Regions from separate parts of the Anser cygnoides genome. Here region 2 is linked to region 1. Evidence: chromatin contacts called from public Hi-C data. All regions are on one chromosome and are shown on one strand. Each heading gives the region's core, a stretch centred on a gene start, on an enhancer-like site or on the middle of the called end of the contact. The rest is flanking DNA. Distances are from core to core; before and after follow the strand shown. Region 1 overlaps SNX14 (sorting nexin 14). Region 2 holds the start of NT5E (5'-nucleotidase ecto).

Region 1 (4,546 bases), core at 898-3,397:
ATAGACACCTTCTACAGTCAGCATTTCCATGAAGTAGTTCTGATTTTGTCGTCTTTCTGTATTCTCAGACCGGTTTGCATTATTCTTGAATAAATCATTGAAAAGCTAAAAACAGAAATATAACTTGGAAAACACTGCATTCAAAAATAAGAGGATAACCATCAGGTTTTTGTAGCATGTTTGTTTTTCATTAGAAGTAACTTTGTTTTCCAGAGCTTTCAAAGAACTAATCAGTTTTCCATTATATCAAGTTTTTTAAAAAGCTGTTCACATTCCAAAGGGAGAAAACATAAAAAGCACACCACATGCTGCCAAGATATGCGACAACCAAAACCCCATGATTCAAAATGCGGCAGCGGTGCAACCAAGACATTAAATCACAGGCCCTTTTGCTCCCAATACCTTCACACATCCAGACTTTATTACAGGCCTTGCTCCTTTCATGCACCCTCTTCTGTCACTGAGAGGCATAAAGGATATGAGTTTGTCAGCCATAAATCACAGGAGTACGTACAACATCCAAGCATTCCTAAAATATATTGTTGCCTTGTATTTTGAAACAACAGGTTCTGGACAAAACACACACTTTTTTTTTTCCTCGCCAGCTTGATTACTTATAGGAGAAACTTCACGTATTTTTAAGTTACCAAAGTTTGGGTTTCTTTCCATTTATCCCATTTCCTATTTTATTCCTTTATCCTTCTATTTTCCCATGTTCCCCACCACGATCCCTCCTTTTTCTTGCCTTTGGTTCTTCCCTAAAACATATTATAATACTTGTAAAATCCAAAGATGTTCTGTCCTGCAACCTTTAAGTAGTCCCATGCCACCCAGGCACTAATCCTTTCCTCCCAGTCCCACCAAGCCTGTGGGCTCCAGCAGTTGGAAGGAAAGAGTCCTCTGAGACCTGAGGCTCTTCAGATCTGACAATACCTCACAATAATCATTAAGAGTTTATTTAAAATTATTTTATCCCCAAACCTGTTGAACCAAAGATCAGTAAAAAAAATTATACAAAATACTACTATATTATGAAAAGAAAGCTCCAAAGTTTTTGTCAAGCTTCTAACAAAACTATCTCAGTATTAGAAGAAAATACAGTGTAATCGTAGTATAGCCTGAACTGAGAAGATTGCTACTGACAAATTTGTTAGTAGCACTCCCAAATTAAAAATAGTTCCAAAGAACGGTTAGCAATGGTTAGCAATTTGCTTGTACTTGGTTTACTCTCTAGAAAATCGTTCTCCCTGTAGTAGATAAGGCCATAAATCATACAAATCCCAACAGACTGTGAATCATGCAAGTCTCTTAACAGAACAATCTGCAGTCTTATGAAAAAATACACTAGGAAATTTGGCAAGATTCAGGTTTTGACTTGCACTTCTTTAGGCTCTTTCTTTCATGAGTGCTGACTTGCTGGCATTATCACTTTCCCAAAGTTCACTCAAATTAAACAATACTAACTTGTTACATAAATTACATGAAAGAGCAAATACAGCTAATGTATGTTTGACGACTGGAATCCAAGAAAGTAACAAACCTAAAAACAGCAGATAATTATTCATGCCTACTGTATGAAAGTATGCCTGGCATGTTGTTTAAAGAACCCTATATAAACTGAAGTCTATATGCCTTTTCAAAACTGAAACTACATCAGAAAAAAATCTTAGCTGAATTATTGCAACTTAAACAAGAACTTCATTTATTTTTTTAGATATCCCCCAAAATCTAGCAGAGACAATACATAGTGAACCAACTCATGGCAGCCCATTGTGCAACACAGATAAAGTTTCAGAGAAGTGTGTACAAGGCAAATTAAATGATTAACTCTGGTGGGTAAACAATAAAAAAAAAACAAAACACTTAAAGGCTATCTTTGGGCAAAGCTTTCTGACTTCCTGAAGTTATTTTTACTTTCACCCCAAACCCAAAAGCAATATATTTCAGATACCGTATGTACCTCTGCACATAGATAATATTTCTTGCTCTGTAAATACAACAGCTCTATGTTCATTGCCAAGCTTTGAAAGCTCATGCTTTTGTAAATGGCATTTTAGAAAGCAATAGCAGATCAGTGTACACTGAAGTTAGTGAGCCAATGAGCTGATTTTATAAATTATACTTTGCATTAGTTGAGGATAATTGTTTACTATACAGTCTTTAGCAATGCACACCTGAAGGATGCAGCAGCCATAACATCTTTGCTCAGAATGTATTTTGCCCTTCCCAGGATTTTGACTCCAAGGAAAGCAAAGTGAAAAATGTACAGCTGGATATCCAATACAAATATGGAAATTAGATTCCTAATTTAGATAAGCATGTGATTTTATTTTTTCATGTTTCTGCTCATTTTAGTATTTGAGACATGATATAATGCTCTCTATTGTAATTACACTAAAAAAGACAAGCAAGACAAACTCCAGTGTTATCCTTACTCAGATCTTTAAGATCAAACAGTAACTGTGATTACAACTCTGAAATATTCTTGAAGTGCTTTCGGGGGGAAGTTCCAACATAATGGTACAAGCTCTTGAAGAGAGTGAAACATAAAAGGCTTGTATTGAGAACAACCAAAGTAATCTCCCATACAATAGGCTATCTATTGTACTTCAATGGGAAAAGCTAACAAAATGAGTATTTAAATTAAGTGTCTAACAAAACGAACAGTTATTCAACTGCTAGTAAGTGCATCCACACACATACACCCATACATTCCAGTACAGGTGTGAAGTTTATAAAAACAATACCGTTGATTATGAACAATATCCACAACCAGAGGCATGAACATCCCCACTGTTCTTCCTGTTCATTTGCAAAATACAGATGACTGTACCCAAACAAAAAAGAAGAATCATAAAATAGAATAAAGAGTATGTAGTGTCTAAACCACATCAGTTAATGTATAGAAAAGCAACTGTTTTCCTCCAAGTAACAACGCATAAATATAGATTATACTGCTGATGTTTCAGAACAGTTCTTATTGCTGTTGGCAGGTCATCACAAGCCAGCAGAACAATGCCTTTGTAGGCATGTTTTTCAAAATCTGCATCAGCTGAGAAGTCCTGACCTATTCTAGCAGGTCTGACAAAAGTGCGTTCAGAAGACTATCAAGCTGGTACAGACATACAGAATAGCAACATAGCTGGGAAAGCTAAAAATCCTGTTTGGTGCCCTTAGAAGGGTGCAGGGCTTTTTGTTTGCATCTTTGTTTTAACCAGGAAGGTTGTTAACTCTTTTGATCTGGTGAGTCTGATGCAGGATAAAAGCCAATTGCTAGTGGCTGTACTGCAGCTGACCACCCATTTTCATTATGCATTCGTAACTGGAAAGTTTTCCACTGGCACTTCAAAGACGCAAACGTATGCACACACCAGGAACAACCAGAATGAAGCCACACGCAGATCTTTCAGAGAAGTAGGCACATTTCTGACTAAACTCAAGCTTTCATCTGCCATGCCTGACTGTTCAGCCTGCTGATGACGAGGAAGCCTGGGTGTGCCCTGTTCATGGCATCGGAGTTGGCAGCACAAGCACCCGGAAACACGTTCTTGTACTCTCAGCAGATCCCAGCAGGCTGACACTAGAATAAACAGATCCGTTTCAGATAAGTTACATGGGAACACTGTGGCAACGCAAACATCAACTGAAAATCTGCCCTAGCTTTCACCAAAAACTGCACGGTGAAGAACTTTCTTGCTATGAGATAACAAGCTCTTCTCACAGATGGGCGCTTAGAGAGAAAGGAGTGCTGCAGCCTGACCTGCCTTCCATCTCATTTCCACGGCCTGTTGTACCTCTTCGTTGACTCCATACAGGTAGCCCACACAACCCTGGCACAAACATTTCGCATACATCTCCATCGCCAGCTTCTGTTGGGAAAGGGCACAGGGCTGCTGCACAGTGCATATAATCTTCATGAAGAAGTCATGTGAAACAACACAACTGAACACCTCAAGTCTATGCTACATGTACTGGAGCTGGCCTACCTTCTACCTGCGGACTGAGCAACCCTTGGTGCCTGCATTCCTACACAGCATTTTCCAGCTAATGTTCATCTGAAAGAAATTCAGTTAATAAGTTCAAATATAGTTCTCTAATACGGTGGTAAGCATTGACAATTAGGAGATTTGCTTCCAAAAGTAGTCCATACTGAAGTGATACAGCAGATGAAACCAGCGTGGCTTACAAATCAAACCCAAGAAGGGACAAAATGCAAATGGCACAGCGTCTTGGCACCTGGCACAAAGCTTTTCCCAAGCATGGGCTGACTCAAGAAAGAGAAACTGGTTTCCAAATGAGGCATGAGCAGCACAGTAAATCAGCTGAGGAAGGCTGAATTTCGGTGTGCATGGAAAGACTCAGCAGAGACCAGAACACAGCACAACCTACGATATCAGATCTCTAATAACTGCAGTGACCGTGTGATGAAGTACCTGTGCTCTGGCTAAACTGGTAGAAGGCAAGTTAGTGAGCAAGCAGTCAGCACACAAATTGCTCATACATACATGTTAGTCAAAATTTGTAGCATGAATCGAGCACAAACAGA
Region 2 (4,554 bases), core at 856-3,355, 33 kb before region 1:
AGCTTGATAAGGGGGACATTGTGGATGGCCATAGCCGGCAGGCATAAGAGGCAGGGTGGCCCTCCACGAGCAGTCCAAAGTCCACCCCTGAAACAAAAGGAGCAGTGCCCTAGGACATCCCGGGCTGTTTCTGACGTGCTCTCCCAGGCCAGACTAAAGCATGCCTGTTCCAGACACGGAAGAGGTCGGTGGAGTTTGTGGTTGAACTGGGCTGGGCTGGGCAAGTCAAAGACAATATTGTGCGTGCAAGGATGTTCTGCTCCCCACCTCTTTTTTTCATTATTATTTTTTTTTTCCTGTGTTTCCATGTTTGCACATAGCTGTGGTGGGCAGAACAGGCATTTGTTTAAAAATAATGCGGCTGTGAATGATGACTGGTGAAGAACGATAAGGTGCCAACAAACAAAATGGTGCTAGGTGCACACATGCATGCAAGCCTGGCCATCCAGGAGAGTGACTAGCTACATCTCAGTGGAGATGTAGTCACTACAGGGAATGCACCCTAAAGGGCAATACAGCAGACCAGCCACAACAGGGCACTCAGTTGCCCAAACAGGGACATCGAAACATCCAAGACAGACACATGAGGCTGGCCGATATGACACAAGACCTACCTGAGATCATCCTGCAGGTGTCCAAAGCCAGGCTGGATGGGGCTTTGAGCAATCTGTTCTGGTGGGAGGTGTCCCTGCCTGTGGCAGGGGGTTGGAACTGGATGATCCTTACAGGTCCCTTCCAACCCAAACCATGATCTATGATCCTTTCTAGAGGGACACCTGGAGACCACCAACCAGCACCAGCGCCTTTGTTTAGGTAACGAATTCCAGCTGGTGCATCTACTGTAGGGCAACTGGAACACTCCCTATGCACCAGTGACTGTCCTGACCAGATTTCCATTGACCACAGTGAAAGTTCAGCCAAACTGGAGCAGATGTAGGCACCTACTTGTGGACACCTACGTGTAAATGTCTTGGCTTTGAACTGGCTCCCAGCCAGGCTGTCTGCAAGAGCTAGGGGAGGGGGATGTGAAAAGGAGGAGAGGAAGTACGGCTCCAGGTTTTGCCGACGTGGCTCATGCCATTAAGGATTTTCCTGGGACGGGATAGGCACGGCACGGCACAACACAGTCATCCAAGGAAATGAGAAGATACCACAGAGCTATTTTAATTCACGTCACGCATGGGAGCATGGGGACAGCGGAGCGGAGCCATCGTGGAAGAAAATACAGGTTCATTCGCTTTCCAGCCATCTGAGGAAACAAACAGACCAAATGAGTTCAGATTCCATCCCACGGACTTTGGGTGCCCAGGAAACCGTGGCATGACATCACCCGGCGGAAAGGAGAGAGCAACTCGTGCAGCTTCTGTAATGCTGTAGGAAACCGTCACTTTCTCTTGCAATGGGGAAACTTCTGCTTTTAAGAAAAAATAAATAAATAAAAGTGAAAAATCGATCAGTGGGTCACTGCTTACAGCGTGAGATTGTCCAAAGGTTGCAGGGAATTATTGGGAAGTTAAAGCACATCAAAAGCTCACTTTCCAAAATTTCATTATCCGGATAATTTGGTTGTTTATTAGTAGCAGAACACATTGTGGGTACACAGCTTAAAGGGGCAGGTGGGGGCCGCTTTGATGTACCGCAATGGCACAGGACCCCTCGCGAGTTGTTTATTTAAGGCATCGGCGTTCCTATTTTTTCCCCTCAGCAAGCATATGCCAAACCGCAACCGTAAGCTTAGCGTTTAACCACGGAAACACTCTCAAAAGCGATTCACGAGCCTACCCTGAAAACACTAAAACTATAATTAAACCAGCTTTTAAAGCTGCCTAAGTCATCCCGAGGGCTGAAACAGCGCTCTTTATTTTCAGCACCGCCGGAGAAAGAGGAGGGGAAAGGCTGGGTGGGACGCTGAGAGCCACCGCTTCCACGCGAAGGTTGAGAAAGCCCTTCCAGCACGCTAACCATTCACCGAGGAGCCTTCCCGGAGTTTGTCCCCTCGCCGCCGGCTGACTTTTTGCCTCCCGTGCCACCACTTCGGGCAGCCGGCTGCGAGCTCGGAGGGAGAACCGGGGGGGGGGGCACCGGGGGGGGGGGCACCGGGAGGGGACCGCGGGGGGGGACCGAGGGGACACCGGGGAGGGGATGGGGCGGCGGGTGGCCGCGCTGTGGCTGTCCCTGTGGCTGTCCCTGTCCCTCCGCCCGTCCTCGGCGGGGCTGCGGCTCACGGTGCTGCACACCAACGACGTCCACGCGCGGGTGGAGGCGCGGGGCTGCGCGGGGGGCCCGCGGGGCTGCGAGGAGGGCGGCGTGGCGAGGCGGGCGGCGCGGGTGGCGGCCGAGCGGGCGGCGAGGGGAGGAGGCGCGGTGCTGCTGCTGGACGCCGGGGACCAGTACCAGGGCACCGTGTGGTTCTCCCGCTACAAGGGCCGGGAGGCCGTCCACTTCATGAACCTGCTGCGCTACGACGCCATGGTAAAGAGGGGCGGCGAGCAGAGCGGAGGGGAGGGGGGGGGATCATCCCGCTCCTGGGGGTGTTGGGGATCGCCTTCCTCGCTCCCGCGGTGTTGCGGGGATGAGAGGAGCGGGGTGCTGGTGGAGGGACAGCGGCGGGGCCAGCAGCACCGGGTGAGGAGCCTGGACTGCAGCAGAGGGGTCAAAGCCTTGCTGAGGGGTCAAAGCCCTGCCAAGGGTTCAAAGCCGTGCCGAGGGGGCTCGCGGCTGGCAGCCCAGCCGGCTTCAGTCCTGTGGGAAGGGACAGGTGGTGCACAGTGGTGGTGCTGCTCCAAAAGGTTTGGGGCTCTAAGCCAGTGCTTGTGGCCGGTGCCACCAGGCTTGGAGACGTGAGGGTCTGGGCATGAGGCGGCTGTGGCTGCGGTAGGGTGTGAACAGCCCGGTGACCGTCACAGTGTGCTTCAGAGGGTGCTGCGCCCTCACACTGCCTCTTCTGCTCTACTGAGTGCTGAGAGAAAGACTGAGGAATCTGGGACTGAGGCTGGGGGGTGCTTAAGTCCTTTCTCTCTGCTTCTGAGCCTGTTCCTGTGTAAAGAATTACTGTGGCTTGTTTTGCTTGTGTACGACCCCAGAAAGGAGGAGAGAGATGGAACTTACATTTGAGAGTGGCTGTGTATTTATTTCATCCAGGCTGAGAGCTTGAGGGAAAAATCTTGTTCTGGGCGTATCACGTACTCTGTCTTTATCTTTTTGCTTTCTCAGGAAAGGACTGTACTTTCCTTTTCCAGCAAAAATGGCTTCAGCCGCTTCTTTCCTCTGGCCCAGGGCAGCTACAGAAGGGAAAGTGTTGTCCCAGCACGCTCTCCTGGGCTAAACACACCTCATGCCAGATGGGCGGCTCTGGGGAGGATGCTGCTCTGTTTGCTTGGCCTGATGAACCTTTTCCTAATCCTAAAACTAACATCACCAGGGGTTTTCCTCCCAGTGGTGATGGGGAGGAATGTGTGCCTGCAGGACTTGTCTTTCCTGAGAGCTGGGAAGTGCTTTGGGGTTCTGCAGCGCAGCGAGAGAGCTCAGGATGGTTTTGCTCACCTTTCATCCCAAAGCTTGCTGCTGGCTGCTCTTTCTCAGCCTTAAAATTTGCTGGCTTGACTGGCTCATGGATGACCCAGGAGCTTGTTTGGTTCCTGGTCATATCACAAGAAGAAATTCCTTTAGGCAAAATCATCAGCGTCCAGCTAGCGCCTAGTTTTAGGAGTACGTTATGTAGGAAGAAGCATCAGCAGTTTGGTTAGGAGGTTCCATTTGCTTTTTTGTCATAACAAAATTAAAAAAAAAATAAAAAAAAATAAATCCAGATCTTACTGGACATCCAGAGGCTTGTGCTGGATGCTAATGCCTTAGGAGGAGTAGTCGACCACTTGCACAGGGAGCGAGGTAAGAGCTGTGCTGTGGAGAGATGAGCTAGTGTTTCTTTAAGCAGAATTTGGGAAGCTACAGCTGTAGAAGTGTGTGGGGATTACCGAAATGGTTAGAAGCTAAAACACTGGAGTAGGATTGCAAACAGGATGAAGGAGGGAACATGAGTCACAGAGGTTGTTACAGGATGAGGCCAGGAGAGCCATGGGAGGGTCTGGAGCAGCCTGGCAATGTTATCAGAGGTCTGCTCAACAAGTGGGCAAATTTCCTTTTTTAGGTTTCTCCTTTTCCCATTTATGCCTGTTTTTCCATCAAACCTATTTTCTCCTGTTTAGCTAGGCATCCCCTTCCAAATCTTCTTGTCACTAGCTTTGCCTTTTGGGGTTAATCACACCAAAATCATCACAGTAAATACAACAAAGACAGTAACTGGTGGGATGAGAGAAGCGTTCCAGTTTTACTGTTAATTCTCATCGTCATAAGATTAATTCTCATCGTCAATTGTATTGTGATTTTCTGAAATATTTTTAGCCTGATTTCTTGTGAAAAGGAGGATCAAATGACCACATGCTGTGCGCCTGCATGTTTCTGTTTATTCCCTGTTGTGATTTACACTCACATTGGCCAGCGTAATTGGATTTGGTGAAGGTTTATCGCGAAGATACAAAGTCACAGAAGCTCTGT

The links. Hi-C and Micro-C count contacts between places; a contact is called where the count stands out from the background.
Region 2: a contact with region 1 is called in a Hi-C map of liver, with 2.9 times the contacts expected there. The contact joins the promoter of NT5E here to the enhancer-like site in region 1. A contact is called at or near these places in 3 of 7 Hi-C or Micro-C datasets (all in liver).

Annotation. Positions count from the first base shown.
Region 1 is chr3:84,505,327-84,509,872 of Taihu_goose_T2T_genome, reverse strand. SNX14 (sorting nexin 14) reads right to left here. Exons shown (of 28, transcript XM_066994572.1): 23 at 1-105. Among named protein-coding and RNA genes, the nearest start is that of NT5E, 34 kb to the left of the region's middle. Within about 2 kb of position 2,147, at least 1 of the 3 cell types and tissues checked has open chromatin away from gene starts, as enhancers often do. A contact at or near this core is called in liver, where this site is marked.
Region 2 is chr3:84,538,684-84,543,237 of Taihu_goose_T2T_genome, reverse strand. NT5E (5'-nucleotidase ecto) reads left to right here and starts at 2,105. Exons shown (of 9, transcript XM_048079886.2): 1 at 2,105-2,472. The coding sequence starts at 2,143.